4 separate regions of the Mus musculus genome follow, and all the other regions are linked to region 3. Evidence: chromatin contacts called from public promoter capture Hi-C data. All regions are on one chromosome and are shown on one strand. The core of a region is the stretch at or near the end of the contact, and the rest is flanking DNA. Distances in the headings are between cores, read along the strand shown. Region 1 holds the start of Apip (APAF1 interacting protein). Region 2 holds the start of Cd44 (CD44 antigen). Region 3 holds the start of Traf6 (TNF receptor-associated factor 6). Region 4 holds the start of Abtb2 (ankyrin repeat and BTB (POZ) domain containing 2).

Region 1 (4,279 bases), core at 165-2,664, 1.4 Mb before region 3:
AGTAGAAGTAGAAGCAACATAAACCCTTTCCTCCCCAAGTTGCTTTCTTTGGTCATGGTGTTTCACCACAGCAATAGTGACCCCCCACCCCCCAACACAGACCAAAGTCGTTTATTTGATCTGCACAACACTTAGAACTCAAGCCAACATTTTTGAATCAGGAAATTTCACACAGAATATGACTTTCTAAGTGTCCCTCAAAAAAGCAGAATTTGACACTGCGTCTATACCTCCAAACAGCAAGAAGAGGCTAGAGACATGTAATGAGATCTCTAGTTGAGGTATATGGTGGTCCTAGAGTTTTCTTTGTGGTTTCCTCAAAATATGGGCCAATCTAAAATGCTAGGTATTCAAAAGTCTTTGACAAATCACCATCTGAAACCACCCACTTCTCCTTCTATACTTGAAAAACATCTTCAGCTTCTTTTTTGTATGTGGCTATTTTCTGTCTTGATAAATTCAATCACAGCTCTTGAATCACAGGTTATTTTGCTGATCTGGCACAACACTTAGTATGAAAAAAAAATCTGTATTTCTATGATGACCGTCACCAAGATTTACTAATAAGGGATGACAAACATGTCTGCTATCAATGCACCTTGATTCTGATACATTGCTTCTACTTTCCTCGTTCTCCATATATAGGGATGGCCACCAGGGACCTGTGTCCTATATGCAAAATCTCCCTTTCAGTCGTGCCTAATTTCAAGGTTTATAAAGAATTTGTGAAAAGCCACTTATTCCAAGACAATAATAGTTCAGATGCTCTGCATTAAATATTTCCTGTTTTATTTTAAATTGAGACCCCTTGGCTAGACGAAAGGTTAGTAAAGATATAATTTTGTGGACTTCCCCTGAGTCTTCTGCAGGGCTTATCAGTTAGTATCGAAGCTGTTTATTCTTCTAGTTCGCTAGTTCACCATTTTCTTAGCACTAGAAGGCATTTCATAAGCCTGCGTCCTGTTTAACTGAAAGAAAACCCATGTTGCCCCAGGGCCCATTTTCCTTAAAGAAGAATCATTTCCAAGAGCTCCCACCTCATAACGTCAAGTAAGATAGGCAAGGACAACTGCCCAAAAGAGTGCCCTTTGGGGTGCCTGACAATTCCGGTAGAGCAGTCCTACTAGCACAGAGGGGCCTCTGACTTTCGCGGACTGGGTTAGGAATTAGCCGCCTAGAGCTCCTGGCCGAAGCCCCACCCCGCGGCCCGTGACCCCACCTCGCCTGCTGTAGACCGCCGTCCTTACCTGCGCGCCACACGGCCGCGAGCAACAGTCTCCTTGAGCTTGACAGCCAGACATGGTTCTGACTCTGCTCCGTTATCTGTCCCGCGCTCGTTCCAAGTCTGAGCGGCCGGCAGAACGCTATTAGGCGACAGAGCGGGCAGCCTGGGGGCGGAGCAAGAGTGAGAGGCGGAGTCTGAGGGGGACCTCGTCCCTTTGGAGAATCTGCGGCGGCGCAAACCGGCCGGTGGGCGTGCCCGTGAAGGTTGGAGGCGGTGTTAGAAGGACTAGTCCTCCAGTCCAAGGCGGGGAGCGTGCGCTGTGGGCGGGGCCAGCCCATGCAAGGCGGGGCCTGGACGGGCCTTGAGGCCGCCAATCTAGTTGACTTGCGAGCTTTCCCGGAGAAAGCCGGGAAGATGGCGGCCTCCTGGAGGCTTCACTGTAACCAGCCGCTGCTTCGGTACCTTCTGGGATTTAGCAGCCGTCGAAGCCTGGGACTGGCTCAGGGTGCTGCTGCTTGGCCTGTCGACCGTGGAGCAAGTTGGAGGTGGTTTCACAGTACTCAGCTGCTGCAGGGTGAGTGGCTTGCGCTCGCTCCACTTCTCTCTTTAGCTGAGCAATGGGGCCTGGGTCAGGGGCTTTCTTGATTGGGGACACGGTTTGTGAGGTTAAGTGCGGACTCTTCCTGTTCCTTTCAACCTCCCCCAGAAACGGGCCTGCTGACTTAGCCTATGGCATGCGGCAAAAGAACTGTCTTCAGACTTGGGAGAGCATGGTTCCGTCCTTGGCCTGCCTTCAGGGCTACATGGCTTCTCTGTGACCTTGCTTTAGAATTTGAGAAATTTCGATGTCACCTAGGGAGGGTCTGTTTTAAATCCCTCTATTTTAGACCCTTATCAATCACATGTCAAATTTCTTTAATTTTACCATTCCTCTCTAATGTAATATAGCTGCCCATACATTCAAAGCCACTATTACCCATACTGATTCATTCAAAGGACCTGTCCCTATTGGAAAACTTTAAATCTTACTGCACTTAATGTATGCAGCATACAAGACTTAACTTAGAAAATACAGAATCACAGACATTGCTAGAATGTTTCAAGTAAAATATGTGGCATGAAATTCATACAGCCTATTACATAAAATTGTTCTTAAGCAGTGATATTGAACTCGGAGATATACCCACTGTCCTTCCGTTATTTAACATACAGCATATAAAATGGCAGACCTGGCATTATTCTTCCTTACGTGTATGAATATGGGCTGGGGGTTAGGATGGGGGCACAGAAAACAGTTTTAGAAACCATTAGACATTTAAGTAATCATTCTTACCACCACCTGGTACAGTAGGCCTAGCCCACACTTTCTGAGCTGTCTGAGGCCACAAAACAAAACAAAAAAAAAGAAAAAGAAAAACAATAAAATCCGTGTGCTGAGATTTCTAAAGAGGGGCTAATAGGGACAATTTACCTAAGTCATTTTTGGAGTAATGTTTAATAAATACTTCCTGGATATTGTCTTTAACTGTATAGTATATAATATTTTCTCTGCCTGGTCCTCATTTGTTAAAACTGAACTTGCCTACACTTAGCAGAAACTCTGACTCAGGAATCTGCACCTTATACTGTTGTGAGTTTAATGGAGCACACTTTTGAGACTCCCTGCCTCAAAACATCGAGGAATATGAAAGCTTAGATTGGGAAAAATACCTGTGAAATGGCCTATCCTTGCTTGTGAGGTCTTTTTGAGAGTGTGAATTTCCTAAACTCTGTTTAAAAAGGAAAGAGTGTGTGTTCTTAGACACAAAAAATGAGTAGTTTCCAAGATTTTTCTTAGAGTCAGCTGCTTCTGCCTTTAGAAATTCACATGGATAGTTTTCATCTGCTAAGTCTTGGCATTTTACCTGGACTTATCCTCTACCTCCGGGTAGATACCTTGAACACCTTGTCTGTCGGCATCATTTGTAGGAAGATGGTGCTGAATCCCAAGGCAAACTGAGTAGTTTTATTATCACTACCCACTATCCACTTAAAGTACACATTCATTGTCTTAAAGCTTTTGGGGTCAGAAGTATAAAATGAATCTCACTAGGCTAAAGTCAAGGCGTCTAGCCAGGATTGTCTTCTTTGGAGGTTCTAGTAGGCAATCTGTTTCCTTGTTTTGTTTTGTTTTAGTTTGTTTGTTTGTTTGTTTGTTTTTGCTTTTTTTTTTCCATCCAAAGCCTTCTCAGATTTGTGGGCTCTTAGTTCCTGTCTCTCCTCCAGCTCAGTAACAGCGAGTCTAGTATTGAGCACACTTGTATCTCTCCACACTTCCTCCTACCTCGCTTCCATCGAGAGGATGAAGTCTTGTTGCTATGTTGGGCCCAGCAGGATAATGGATTTTTCCCCATCTCAGGATCAGTTGATAACAACCTCCATCCACGTTCATCTTAATTCTGTCTTGTTCTGTGAGATAGCATATTTGTAGATTTCGGACATTATGACAGAGACCTCCAATAGAGGCATTATGCTACATGTGGAGCCCGAATCTTTCTACCAACTCTTACCAATACGATTTTGTTAAGCTACTTGAATACATTAATTATTTTAGAAAACATGAACTTAGAGGGTTGGCTTTCTTTTTTTTTTTTTTTTTTTCATCCTCGTACTTTAATAAAACTAAGCTGGTTTTTGTATCATCAGAGACTGAATTAGGTGCATTTAGTGAACCCACTTCTCTTTCACATACTTATGTAGGATTTTAAAATCTGTAAATTTGGAAGTACTCTTGTTTTGTTTTCCCTAAAGGGGATTTGTTGGCTGCCTTTGGGAGTTATGGCATGGGCTGTGTGCTTAACACTTCTTAGAATTTTTTATTGAGTTCTAACGATCTAAAACTTCGGTATTATTGCTGTTTATTTGTGTAAAACTACAAAAGTTCAGAAAAGTGAAGCCTTGCAGCTGTGTTTTAAGTGCACTAATCAGTGCTCTGTGTATTTATGCTTAACAAATCCCTTCTTTCAGTTTTTCAACTGAAATGTTTATTGAGAAAGCAGTGTTACTTATCTCTTG
Region 2 (4,302 bases), core at 1,610-4,109, 1.2 Mb before region 3:
GTTGTGAAGGGGCATAGCACTGTGAATTAACTAAATGCCACTTTTCTGCACTTGCATGTATATAAGACAGTAAACTTAAGTGTGTTTCACACAAAAATCATTTTCAAAACATTAAATGGCTCTCGGCTTTCTATAAGACTAAGTGCAAAGTTCCTTGAAGTTTACAACCTGGCCCCTTCAGAGTTCTCTAGTCATTGTTCTTGCTGCATACATTCAGACTCTTCATCTGATATAATATTCAAGCCATATATATATATGTATATATATATATATATATGTATATATATATATATATATACATATATATGTGTGTGTGTATATATATGTGTATATATATACATATATGTATGTATATATATCATACAAAATACACATGTGTACAAACATACATGCATAGACACATCCAGTGTTTAAGAGATGCAAGGCTTTCAAAGCTGTTCCTTCATTGTCAGTCCTATGAAGTGAACACTACTATTGAACCCGTTTTTGTATTCAGGGAAATGGAGGCATATAAAAGCTCTTTGCCTATCTTGAGGCCATAAAGTAGTAAGCAGCCAGAACAGGACTGAGAGATAGGTACTCTAGTTTTGAATGCCTGTTACTCCTCAACAAGAGAACTCCCTGCGGGGGACCTGTCCCAGCAATGTCTCAAGGATTCATTTTCTTTCCACACCTTGGCCCAAAGTATCATCTTTCTTGAGATGTCACATTAGTGTTTCCAAGAAAATATTGTGACTTCTTTCCTCGGACTGCAGGACTGGTGGCATCCTAAACACACACACACACACACACACATACACACACATACACACACACACACAGAAAGAGACAGAGACAGACAGAGACAGAGACAGACAGAGACAGACAGAGATAGAGACAGACAGAGACAGACAGACAGAGACAGACAGAGACAGACAGACAGAGACAGACAGACAGAGACAGACAGAGACAGACAGAGACAGACAGAGACAGACAGACAGAGACAGACAGAGACAGACAGAGACAGACAGAGACAGACAGAGAGACAGACAGACACAGAGACAGACAGAGACAGACAGACAGAGACAGACAGAGACAGACAGAGACAGACAGAGACAGACAGAGACAGACAGAGATCCTTCTCAGCAGATCACTTTCAGAAAACCCAAGCTTCATATGCAACCTTCAGAAGATGAATTCCCTTATGTAAAATGGCTCAGTATTTACATATAACCCACACATATTCTTCTAATCGCTGCTGCATATTTGTAGTACCTAACAAAGTGGAATGTCGTGTATTATATATGTGATACATAGCAGTTAAGTTGTGTGGTTCACAAAATAGTCAAAAGCAAAAAGCTTGTAGATACTCGGAACAAATGCAATTCTTACGAATACTTTTAGTCTATACACAGAAAAAGCTGGCTGAAAAATAAAATGATTATTTTTAATCATTTTAACAGTTATTAATTGTGTGTATGTGGCAGGCCTGTGACAGGTAGAGGACAACTTGCCTAAGGCACCATGTGGGTTCCAAGGATCTAACTTGTCCCATGCTTGGCAGCAAGCACTTTATCACTGTGCCATCTTCCCAGTCCTAGCTGTAGTTTGCAGTATATTTTATACTGCAGCAGCCACTGGCTTGTGTGGGAGCTAGTGCCTAGACCAAACCAGGATTGCTTCTCTTGAAACCCTCTGGCACTCATTACGTGCTTGATGAATAAATGGATGGACAGGTGGCTGTGTACATTTCTCTCACTTTCTCAGTTTCTTTCAGTAAATCCCAAAATATCATTTTCCTTCAGAAATTCTGGCATGATTCATTCCGGGTCCTGCCCTGGCCATGCCTTCTGTGTTTCTCATTCAGCAAGAAGTCCACTCAGATTTAGTTCACATTAAAAATAAACAGAGCTTTTGATATCCAAATTGCAACTTGCAGGGTATTAGAGAAGATAGGGAATTGCAATTTTACATACGATTTTCCCCGATTTTCAGCCTTGAGATTTCTCCCTTGAAGACTATGGCAAATGTGCATCCCTCTTTGAAATGTATCAAGATGTAAAGGGGAATTTGAATGTATTAAAGTTTGCAGCAAAGAGAATATAAAATGTAAACAAGAAAGAACAGTTAAATGTGTGAGTGGATATGGGGATGGGTAGAATGAGAGACGGGAACCATGTATGTGCGTCGGGATGGATAGGAAATATGATGAACAGATATGAGCTGAGGAGGGGTGTGAAAAGGATTGAAAAGTTGTGCAGGTGGGCGAATACAAGAATTGGTGGGCAGGTGTAGTATGGCTAGATTAGTGCATTTGCAGAAGGAAGATGGGTGGACAGAGGAATGGATGGGTGGATTGTGAGTCCGAGAAGGATTTAAGAAATTGGTAGATATTTTGAGAGCATGAATGAAATGTGTTGAGCACCCTTGGGTTTTCCCCGGATCAAAGATCAGATGAGCGGTTTGGACTTCTCTCAGAGGGAAAGAGGAAAGAACACTCCCACAAGTTCCCCACTTTTCAGTCCCCACCCTGGCCAGGAAAGCACTCTCCACTAGGATGGATCTCTCCCTCTCCCTCTCTCTCTCTCTCTCTCTCTCTCTCTCTCTCTCTCCCTTCAGCCTCTTTCTTTCTTCAGTTCCTCCCTAAGATAAGTCCAGCTTCCTCAGCTTCCTGGGAAAACCAGTCTTTCCCTAGCCAGGTTCCCAAGTTTAGTGGCAAAGGAGAAACTGGAAGATTTAACTGAGAGGGGCGAGGTCTTAGAACTCAGTCATTCTCCTTGTCCCAGGCAGCGCTTCTCATAGGCTGGTAGGCTGGGCCAGGGTAGGAAGCCTGTGGAGTGGCCCTGGAGAACGTGGGCGCACGGGGGCTGGGGGGGGGAGGGGGGCGGCCATTCTCTTCTGTCCAAGAGAGCAGGGCAGGAGTGCAGGGGCAGTAGCGAAAGCAGGCTGGTGTGTCTTTAAACTTCCGTTGGCTGCTTAGTCACAGCCCCCTCGCTTTGGGTGTGTCCTTCGCGCGCTCCCTCCCTCTTAGGTCACTCACTCTTTCAAAGCCTGGAATAAAAACCACAGCCAACTTCCGAAGCGGTCTCATTGCCCAGCAGCCCCCAGCCAGTGACAGGTTCCATTCACCCTCGTTGCCCTTCTCCCCACGACCCTTTTCCAGAGGCGACTAGATCCCTCCGTTTCATCCAGCACGCCATGGACAAGTTTTGGTGGCACACAGCTTGGGGACTTTGCCTCTTGCAGTTGAGCCTGGCACATCCACATCAGCAGATCGGTGAGTGGCCCGCCACCGCGCCTGAGGACTCCAGCTGGATGCCTCTGGGTTGAATCGCCCTGGGGAGGGACTGTAGTGAATTGGGCTAGCAAAGCAAAGCTGGGATTTGGGGCTATGCTATTGGAAAGAGTTTACGCCTGGGAAGTGCTGCTTTGGTGAAAGGAAAAGAGAAAGGGAGAAGAAAGTTTGCTGGGCAAGTTGCCCGCAGATTTTGGGCGAGGTCCCCATGCTTGCTGGAGCACATGGCTCAAAAGTAACTGTACTCTTGGATGCCCGCAGCCTCTGTCCCGACTAACAGGCTCTGGTGCTCAAGGGCTCCCCAAGCCTGGCTAACTGTGGCTAGGCAGGTAGAGGCAGACACTGGAACAGACCTGTAGAGCACTCCCCAAGGTGTGCACATAGCTACAGGCCAGAGATTGGGCAATGAGCTTTTCAGAAAGGAGCCTTGAAAAGCTGAAGACAGTGGGTCCCAGCTTTGACTAGTTTTCGGGGCTCTTAAAGTCAGCTTTGGTCACCAACGGCTTTATTTTAGCTTGTGGGAGTTTGAACTGGTTTGTGTGAGGCTCTGAGTGGCCTAAAGGTTCCAACATGGACCAAGGAGGACACATAACCGGAGCAATAATTCGACCAGCCGCGCAGTGCTTGCAGTCTAGGCAAAGTCAAACAGCAACAGGGTTCATATTTGCTGCCTGGCAGCCTCAGAGCAGGAGGGGACCTGTATCAGGGTAACCTGTGAACTTTAGCGCAGTCCCTAATATCCCATCTAAATGTGGTTGGTGACTTTGGTGGCTGTGGAGAGGAGGAGCTTGGGCCAAATATCCAGTATGGCTCATTTTCAAGCGTCCCCCCTCCTTTATCTATATATGAACAGATAATTCCACGAAGGCTTTGGTTATCATCAGCATAGTTAAATTTTCTTTGAAGAAGTGCCAGCTAGGTCATTAAGTCAGCTCAGACTTCAGTGAGTTCCTCTCAACAAGAATTACTAAATCCAGTTCTGGGGGTAAGGGGTGCCAAACTGGGTTTTTTTTTCTTTTTAGACATGG
Region 3 (3,855 bases), core at 633-3,132:
TCATGGCTTCTATCTACAGATCTCTATCTAGGTACAGTTTATAATTCAGAGACAATGCTGTCAAATGCCTTGCCTACACATTCTAAGTCAGCTGGAGTGCATATATAAATAACATATAATTCATAAATCAAAACTTCGTAGAAGAAAATACTGACAAGTTACCTTTAATTCTCTACTATAAAGAGCTCACTAGATGGGGCCCACCGATTGCCCTGTGACCTCCATAGGCGAGCCTATGTTAGAAGGCCTACACACACACACACACACACACACACACACACACACACAGAGTAAATAATTCTGTTAAAAAAAAATCAAACCCAAACTTTACTAACAGCAACCATTTACCAAATCCTTAAAAATCCATTCTTAAAATACAAAGATCCGAAAATGTGTTACAATGGTTAAGAAATAATACAAACATTCGATTGATGTAATTTACCTTTGAACTCAAATTCAAGGATCTTTTCCTTACTCGAAGATTGTTCGCATCTCTAAAACCCAAGAATTTTGGACCCTCTTTTATACAAGTCAAGTGACTAAAACTGATGAGGAGCAGATATCAAGTAAAACAGGGCTATAATACTGAAATAGTATATACAGGGCATCAAGGCTGAAACTCAAATATGATTCTTGTATCTATCATGTGGCTAAGCCACTGGTTCAAACACTTTCCTCGAGTCACATGACACCTCTTTACCCTCCATTTCAAAAACCAAAAAGAGCTCTCCCCACCCCGGCATCCTCAAAGGAGGTATGAAAGGCCAGCAGCTCAAGTCTCAAAGCCAATATAATACTTCGGCTGTGACAAATTGTTCTCGTTTCTAGACGTCTGTCACAGGCTAGCGGACTGCTCTCAGAAAACAAGCTAATCCTATACATCCAAGCGTTAGGTGCTTTCTGTTCACACACAAAGACAGTCTAAGTCTCATCCGGAGTTCCCCTGAAGCCAAATACTAGGAACAGCTTTAGCAACACGGCGTCTGGAACAATCGAGAGAGCGCAGGGGTGGGGAGGGGAACATTGGTGTCAGCGTACTTTTTTTTTTTTTAAACTTGCTGCTTAGGTTAGAACCGCTCTCGAATTTAAAAGGGCACACAAAAAGTTTTCCCCTGCACTCTGGGAGTTTGAAGGGATTTTCTCTTTTCTTCTTTTCTTTTCTTTTCTTTTCTTTTCTTTTCTTTTCTTTTCTTAATTTAAGCTGGAAGGGACGGGAAAACCCAGCAGGCGATTTCCTTCCCCGGACAGGGGAAAACACCAGGTGAGGAAGAGAGGGGCTGGGGAGAGGGATGCCGTGTGCCGGAAGGCGACAGAAACGCCAGGAGAGGCTCCTAAACCAGGGGCGGGTTCAGGACCTGTGGGGCTAGAGCAGGGGAGACCCGCAGTCCCGGGGAGGGCACAGAGGGCTCCTCCGGCTCGTGGGAGGACTGTGGGCGCATCCTGCACCTGTCAGGCGACAGGGACAGAGGTGGCTTTGTGCTGAGACAGGGGGTCCCAGGGCTACCCAGACGAGAGGGGGCAAGGGGGCGGAGTCCCGGACCCGAGGGAGGACGTGGAGATGGCCAGTCCTATCTGTGGGAAGCGAGGGCTCGCGGCGACAGGTCCCTGTCCCGTGGGGAACCGGGGGTGACTCTCCCGGGCCCGCGGCCGCCGGAACTCTAGTTCGAAGCCGCTCACTCACCGATCGTACACGCTGAGACTTCACAACCAACTGGGAAGGCTTCCCCGGGCTGCGCCGCGTCGCCTACATACACGGCACTCCGAGACCAAGTGGCTCCGACGCCAAACTCCCGGCTCGTGGGCCGCGGCTGCTGCGTCCGCCGACGGCCGGAGCCTCAGCCCCAGCCGCGGCCGCCGCTGCTTCCGCCTTCTCAGCTCGCTAGGAGCAGCAAGGGGAGGGGAGCGCGCCCCGGGACAAAGAGGCCCCGCGGGAGAGGCCGCCCCCTGTCTGTGGTCCTCCACGCTGAAGCCTTACCCCGCCCTTCCTCGCAAAGAAGTTTTCTCAATAGGCAGAACCTTACATTAATCACGTAGCCCTTCCTCGGACCAGTGCAAAACAGTCGTCTCATGCATGAAACATTTCTTCACAATTGCTGCCATCTGCATGATCCCATTCTCCAACATTGTCACGGGAGAGCTATTTTGAGTTCTCAGTTTAACTGGATGCAAATATCTACGGATTGTAACTGGCACAATGCAATAGATGCCCAAAAGATTTTCACCCTCATCTGAAAATTTGACTCATCTTCTCCATCTGATATGAAAGGTATTATTGTGTATTAAGGCTGTTAGGTAAGGTAAGTAGATACATGTAAATAAGTTATTTAAAATCATCTAGGAAATAATATGTGCAGTAAATATCAATAATACTATCTTTTGCTGACATCTTAGTAGAAGGATTCTTTCAAACATAAGAATCTAGTACAACTCAAACTCAATTCTTCCTCTATCCCCTTTAAAAAGTGCTTTGAAATGTTTAAGGCATGAAGAGTATAAAAAGCTACACCCAGGCTTCTGTGTGCTCATCACGCAGTTTAAGAAGTAGAAGGAAGCAAGTTGAATTGCAATACTCTGCGTATAGCTGTCCCCTCCACTTATATAAGTAAACTCCTGAGGTATGCAAAAAGGGATCATCTTACAAAGTCAGTGGTGGGTAAAGGACCAGTGAGATGTCTCAGCGGGTAAAGAAACATGACTTTAGTCCTGACGATATGCGCTGGAACTCCAGAACCTACACCGTAGAAGAGAACCTATTGCCAAAAGTTGTCCTCTGAACTACAAGTGCACACAATGGCATGCACATAATGCACATGTGTGCAAGTGCACGTACATACACATACACACACACACACATGCGCACACTACAAAAAAGAGAGAGAGAGAGGCACAGAGAAAAGAAAAGGCAGGGCATTGGATTTCCTTCATTTATTAGTGTGACCTCTGGAGCAAGTTAGTCACGTGACAGACATTACAAGCTTCCACTTCCTAAATCATAGAACAGGTTTACATCATGGGTGGTACCTTACACACTGTTGTCAAGGTGAACTAATAAAAAAAATTGATGTGGGAGAACTTAGCAAGAGGCTTTCAAAAAGATCAGGTGTTCTGTGTTTATTTCTTTTTGTTTTTGTTTGTTTGTTTGTTTGTTGGTTGGTTGGTTTTTTAACACAGGGTTTCTCTGTGTAGCCTTGGCTGTCCTGGAACTCACTTTGTAGACCAGGCTGGCCTCGAACTCAGAAATCCGCCTGCCTCTGCCTCCTAAGTGCTGGGATTAAAGGTGTGCACCACCACGCCCGGCTCTGTGTTCATTTCTTTAAACTGTTTTTCTGAATGTTCTTGGGGGGGACCTCATCCTAATTCTGCAAGTCCTATACACACCCTACTACTTTTTGTATAATAGAGAGTCTTGGGCATAGGGAACGTATACATCTCTGTCTGCTTGCAGTCAGGCAGGGCCATGAGAAAGTCAGGACTCGAGCTGTGATGGAGAAGGACTCCTGTCGTCTGATTCCATCCATGCTGCTGCCTATGTTTAATGACCATGTCAGTTCCTTTTGTAAAGCTGTAACCAAAATATGTGACAGGAGGAACTTAAGGAAGAAAACATTTAATCTTAGCTCCCAGTTTCAGACATATAAATCCACAGCAAAGAGTGTACAGCAGAGCAGAGGGTGAACAGCTCACAGGACAGAAGCCAGGAAGCAGAGGGTGGGGGAGGGAGGGAGGGGGAGAGGAAAAGACCAGAGCAAGACACTGAAGCTTCCCCATACTCACTACCGACCTTCTCAGTCCAGACCCACTTTTCAGAGTGTTATCCTTTCCCAGCAGTCAACTGATGCTCTAATTAATGGCATC
Region 4 (4,499 bases), core at 394-2,893, 1.9 Mb before region 3:
GAACCACAATCTACCTATGGTGAGGTGAAAATAGACTCCTAGAGATCCAACTAACAGGGAAAACCGTAGCAGGGCAGCAAGACTCACTTTAGAGGGTTCAGGAGTAGTTTGGTCCACGCACCCATTCTCACTCAATTAGTGTACAGTCAACAGAACACTAACCACAACTTTATCCTCAAAAGTTAGACACCTAAAACAACCTTTGACAAGATTTCCACTTAAGAATTCTCCCAGAATTCCGGTGGTTCACTTCACAGCTTGCTCCTAAGAAAATCCACTCCTGGGGTGGCCCACCCAGCCTGTAGGTCAAGGTTCCCTTCACCCACACCCCCCTCGTGCTTACCATTGGCGTTCTTGCCACAGATGAGATGCTCATAGGGTTGCAGGACTCCCCAGAGCTCGGCGTCGTTGTTGATGACCATCTCCAAGGCCTCAGCGGATACCTCTCCACCTCCTGCCCCTCCGCCATCTGGGCTCTGGCTCGCCAGCACCCTGGCCCGGATCTCCTCCACCAGGTTCTCCATGCAAGCCGTTAGCGAGATGGCCGCGTACTCATGGATGCGCACGGAGATGCGAGTGTCCACCATCCAACGGAAGAAGCGGCCCACGGAGAAAGTGAGGCCGCAGCGCGCCGACTTGCCGCGGCGCAGCCCATCCCCAGCGCTCATGCTGTAGAGGGACAACGCCTTGACCGCTGCCAGTGCGCAGCTCTCGGCCAGCGCCCAGCTGTGCACCAGGCGCACCGCACTCTGCACCTCGAAGCGGGTGCACTTAGCGTGCAGCACGCTAAGGCGCTGCGCCTCCCGGGCCACGCGGATGAGCGCCCGGCGGAGGAGTCCGGCCAAGCGTCTCACAGCCTCGGCGGAGAACGAGGGCAGCCTCCGGCCGCCGACGCTTTTGCGGAGCACCCGGGCCACGTCTCCCTCGGTCCAAGGGAACTCCTCCAGCTCCGGGAGCCGCGGGCAGCGGGAGAAGAGGTCGGCCACTTCGGGATCCTCGGGCAGCACTGTGTTCACCGTGTCCCAGCTGTTGTGGCGGCTGTTCATGGAGCCGGAGTAGCACCACCAGGCCGCCCCGCGGTGCTGCTGCGCCGAAGAGTTGAGCGCCTGCGAGTTGGACTTGGAAGACGAAAGGCTGAGCGAGCGGCAGGAGTCGCCGGCCCCATACCCGGAGTCCAAGGTCAAGTCCTCCAGAGTCTTCAATGTGGAGCTGTATGTCCCGGCCATGGGGGAGCCTCCGCGCGCGGCCTCGCCGAGCGAGGGGCTCTCACTGTTCCATGCCCACTTGCCCCGGGGGAAGGGGGCGGAAACCAGCTCTAGGCTCTCGGAGGCGCCCTCCGTGCTCGCCGCGCCGCGCCTCGGGGCCGCAGCATCGCCCGCGCACAGGCCGCGGGAAGGTAGGCGAAGCTCTCAGCCGGCCGGAGCCCGACGCCGTCCGCGTTCAGTCGCGCCGCTGTCAGCGAACGGACTTCCCAGCCCTCCTCCTCTGAACTCGCGCCGCCAGCTCTCAGCTTCCCTTACAGAGCGTCCGGAGAGTCCATCACCACAGAAAGAATCCCGAGAAAACGGGGCGGCCACCGAAGAGCGAGGCGCCCGAGGTCCGTCTGGGACCAGCCGCTGAGAAAGCGCTCCACAAACTTCTACGGGGCGCGGGTTACAGACACAGATAGGTCCTCTGGAGCGGCCCGCATGCAAATACACCCGGGCGGTTCACCAATCATCAGCCACGCCGGGCAAGGGCTATGCCAATGGTTTCCGAGAGGGGCGGGAAATATGCAAATCACCGAGAATGGGGTGTAGCGGGTGGGTATGGCTGAGGGGGTTGGGTGGGGAGAACAAGCGAGCGAGCTGGCAAGGAGGTGGGGCGCAGAGACCCAGAAAGCCGGGGGAACCCGAAAACAGGCCCCAGCGCTGAGGATTAAAAGATAAACGAAAAGGAAAAGCCCCTATGTGCTGTCCCTTTCCCGCCTTCTATGCTTTAGACTTAGGCAGGCAGCTCCTTGTAAAGCTGTGAGCACCCAGCCCAGGGCAGTAGGAAAAGAAAACTGGGAGGAGACCCGACTCACCTTTCTTGTCGACTTTCTACCAAGCCCCTCCTCCTTCTCTTTTGAGAAATGAAAAGCTATTTATGTTTGGAGGGCAGGGGAGCACCTCTGCTTCTCTTCTCAGATCTATCTAGTTTTGTTTATATTGACTTTAGGCTCCAATCGAAACAGACTATCTTAAACTGGGACCTGAAAATAGCCCGGCACTCAGAGGCCTGTGATCACACCCCTGTATCCACTGTTACAGTCCACTGTTTTCCAAGGATTATCTAGGAGGTGGGAGTCCAAACCTAAAGAATGAACGGCTTTCCTCCTACCGGTGTACTATCAGGCGGATCCTTTTTGTCCAAGGTGGGAGGGAGTGCCTGCAAGGAACCAGATGAAAAACGAGGACCTGCGCTGAACACCTCGTGCATGCAGGTGTTCCCTTTTAAGGACTTGCTGGCATGATGTGCGGGTCCGCAGGTCTTCTTCCCCCTCGGGACTCGGTGCCTCCTGGGTACAGTGAATTGCTGTCCTTCCAGTAGCGCCCAGGTGCACCCCAAGCGGCTCGCTAGAGAGCTACTGATTGCATAGATCCACGCCCAGCTCTCGGAGGACCAGCTGCTCCTCCATAACTATTCACACGCACGTGCACAAGCGTGCACCAGCCCCCCTCCAGCAGGACTGCAAAATCAAAGCGCGGATTGTGCACAACGTTCGTCCCAAGTCCTCTTCGCCAGCTCCTGAATAGCTCCTTTGTGCTGTACTTTACAGTTCTGACCTTGGGCCGTGAGTTGGATACGAACTAGAAAAGTCTGGTTTGTCTCTTTCCTTAAATTAATGATCCCTTTCCCCATAAAGCGATTTTTTATTTGGCAGTTTTACTTAATTTTTTCCTTTCCTGGGGTACATGAGACGTTGCCTCCTGATGCCATAGAATTGGAAACAGAGTCAAGGACGGAAGTACTGTGCAAGGCATAAGTCATCAAATTAACAGAGTCACATTTTATAGAGGCGAAATTAGAAGTTAAATTAGAGGTTCAACTTGTCAGAAAACACGAAAAACCGTTTGATGGATTTAATACCCATTATGAGAAATATAATAAAGGAAATATCGTCCTCTAGTGGATATCCAGAGGAAGTAATTTTTTTTTTTCTTTGTTCATTTTCTTCAAAAGGCTGACTGGGAAGGTACATTAACTAAAAAGGTGATTTGGAGTGCTTCTTACACAAAATATGGGATATTTGTATTGGTGTATTTAAATCACATGATGACTTAAAATGTAAAGATAAACATGCCCAATTTGGATATAGATGTGGTTATTCATATCTGTAACCTCAGGACCGAGGAGATAAGCAGGAGGGCTGACTTGAAGCCAGCCTGGGTTTTGACAAAACCCCAAAAAGAGGATAAAAAGAGAAACACACCAAGAATGAAATCCCGGACTTTCATGGGTGTTAAACTGCCCCACAAGGGTCCTAGACAAATAACTGGATTTCTTTAAGAGATAGCAAGAAAATCGAGGGAAGAAAGAGCAGCTCTGTACATTAAACGATACTTAGAAGATACATCAACCATTCACAAGCTATAGAACATACTTAGGTTTTTAATTTAGAAGTTAATTTAAAGCATTGGGCCAGAAAAGTAGGTCAGTGATTAAGAGTCCATACTGCCTTTGCAGAAGACCCAAGTTCAACTTCCAATACCCACATTGGATAGTCTGTAACTCCAGCACCTTTGGCCTTCACAAACACCTTTCTTTCTCTCTCTCTCTCTTTCTCTCTCTCTCTCTCTCTCTCTCTCTTTCTCTCTCTCTCACACACACACACATACACCACCTAGATCTAGGATTGTTCATGCCAATAATCATACAAAGGAAGTAGCTTTAGGTAATCCTTGGGTGAAATCCCCTATTTTGTTATTTAAAACATAAATTTAAAAAAATCTGGAAATTAGAGTACAAAATGCCCTAAAATTTACCTTGAAAGTGAGGGATTATAATCTGAGCTATCTAAATATAAGTCAAACTGTTTATGAGAAAGGTAGATTACAGTCTGAGCATTGAAGAATGGCCCAGTTTTAGGTAAGTTTGTGGATCATCATTGACAAATTTAGCAGTTATCTTAGCTACTGTGTCCTCTTGACTAGGTCACTGTGAAGGTAAAGTTGGAGTATGATAAACTTTAGGCTAGTGGGCGAATATATAAGGCTGCATGGCACAATTTAAAGAGTTATTTATTTATGTATATGAGTGCGCTCTCTCTCTGCATATAGAGCCTGCAAGCCAGAAGAGGGCATCCCATTTTGAATGGTTGAGAGCTACCATGTGGTTGTTGGGATTTGAACTCAGGACCTCTGGACTCAGAAACTCAGGCCAGTACTCTTAACTGCTGAGCCATCTCTCTACCTCCCTTTTTAAGTTTATTTTAATTTTGTAAGTGTTTTTATCTGTGCACCATGTGTGTGTCTGTT

The links. Promoter capture Hi-C pulls out the DNA fragments that hold promoters and counts their contacts. Capture Hi-C pulls out chosen DNA fragments and counts their contacts.
Region 1: a contact with region 3 is called in a promoter capture Hi-C map of pre-B cells, with 13 times the contacts expected there. The contact joins the promoter of Apip here to the promoter of Traf6 in region 3. A contact is called at or near these places in 7 of 39 promoter capture datasets (the 3T3-L1 cell line, the HPC-7 cell line, embryonic stem cells and 4 more), 11 of 484 Hi-C or Micro-C datasets (CD4 T cells, the N1E-115 cell line, cerebellar granule neurons and 6 more), 3 of 115 datasets of contacts at active chromatin or transcription factors (fibro-adipogenic progenitors, forebrain and large pre-B cells) and 2 of 9 other capture datasets (adipose tissue and liver).
Region 2: a contact with region 3 is called in a promoter capture Hi-C map of embryonic stem cells, with 9 times the contacts expected there. The contact joins the promoter of Cd44 here to the promoter of Traf6 in region 3. A contact is called at or near these places in 1 of 39 promoter capture datasets (embryonic stem cells) and 1 of 115 datasets of contacts at active chromatin or transcription factors (large pre-B cells).
Region 4: a contact with region 3 is called in a promoter capture Hi-C map of liver, with 4 times the contacts expected there. The contact joins the promoter of Abtb2 here to the promoter of Traf6 in region 3. A contact is called at or near these places in 1 of 39 promoter capture datasets (pre-B cells) and 1 of 9 other capture datasets (liver).

The regions. Positions count from the first base shown.
Region 1 is chr2:103,070,810-103,075,088 of GRCm38.p6, reverse strand. It overlaps Apip (APAF1 interacting protein), which reads right to left and starts at 1,414. Exons shown (of 7, transcript NM_019735.4): 1 at 1,248-1,414. The coding sequence starts at 1,301. Pdhx (pyruvate dehydrogenase complex, component X) reads left to right here and starts at 1,576. Exons shown (of 11, transcript NM_175094.5): 1 at 1,576-1,799. The coding sequence starts at 1,640.
Region 2 is chr2:102,900,222-102,904,523 of GRCm38.p6, reverse strand. Cd44 (CD44 antigen) reads left to right here and starts at 2,859. Exons shown (of 9, transcript NM_001039151.1): 1 at 2,859-3,256. The coding sequence starts at 3,178.
Region 3 is chr2:101,676,447-101,680,301 of GRCm38.p6, reverse strand. Traf6 (TNF receptor-associated factor 6) reads right to left here and starts at 1,882. Exons shown (of 7, transcript NM_001303273.1): 1 at 1,682-1,882.
Region 4 is chr2:103,563,454-103,567,952 of GRCm38.p6, reverse strand. Abtb2 (ankyrin repeat and BTB (POZ) domain containing 2) reads right to left here and starts at 1,643. Exons shown (of 17, transcript NM_178890.3): 1 at 344-1,643. The coding sequence starts at 1,226.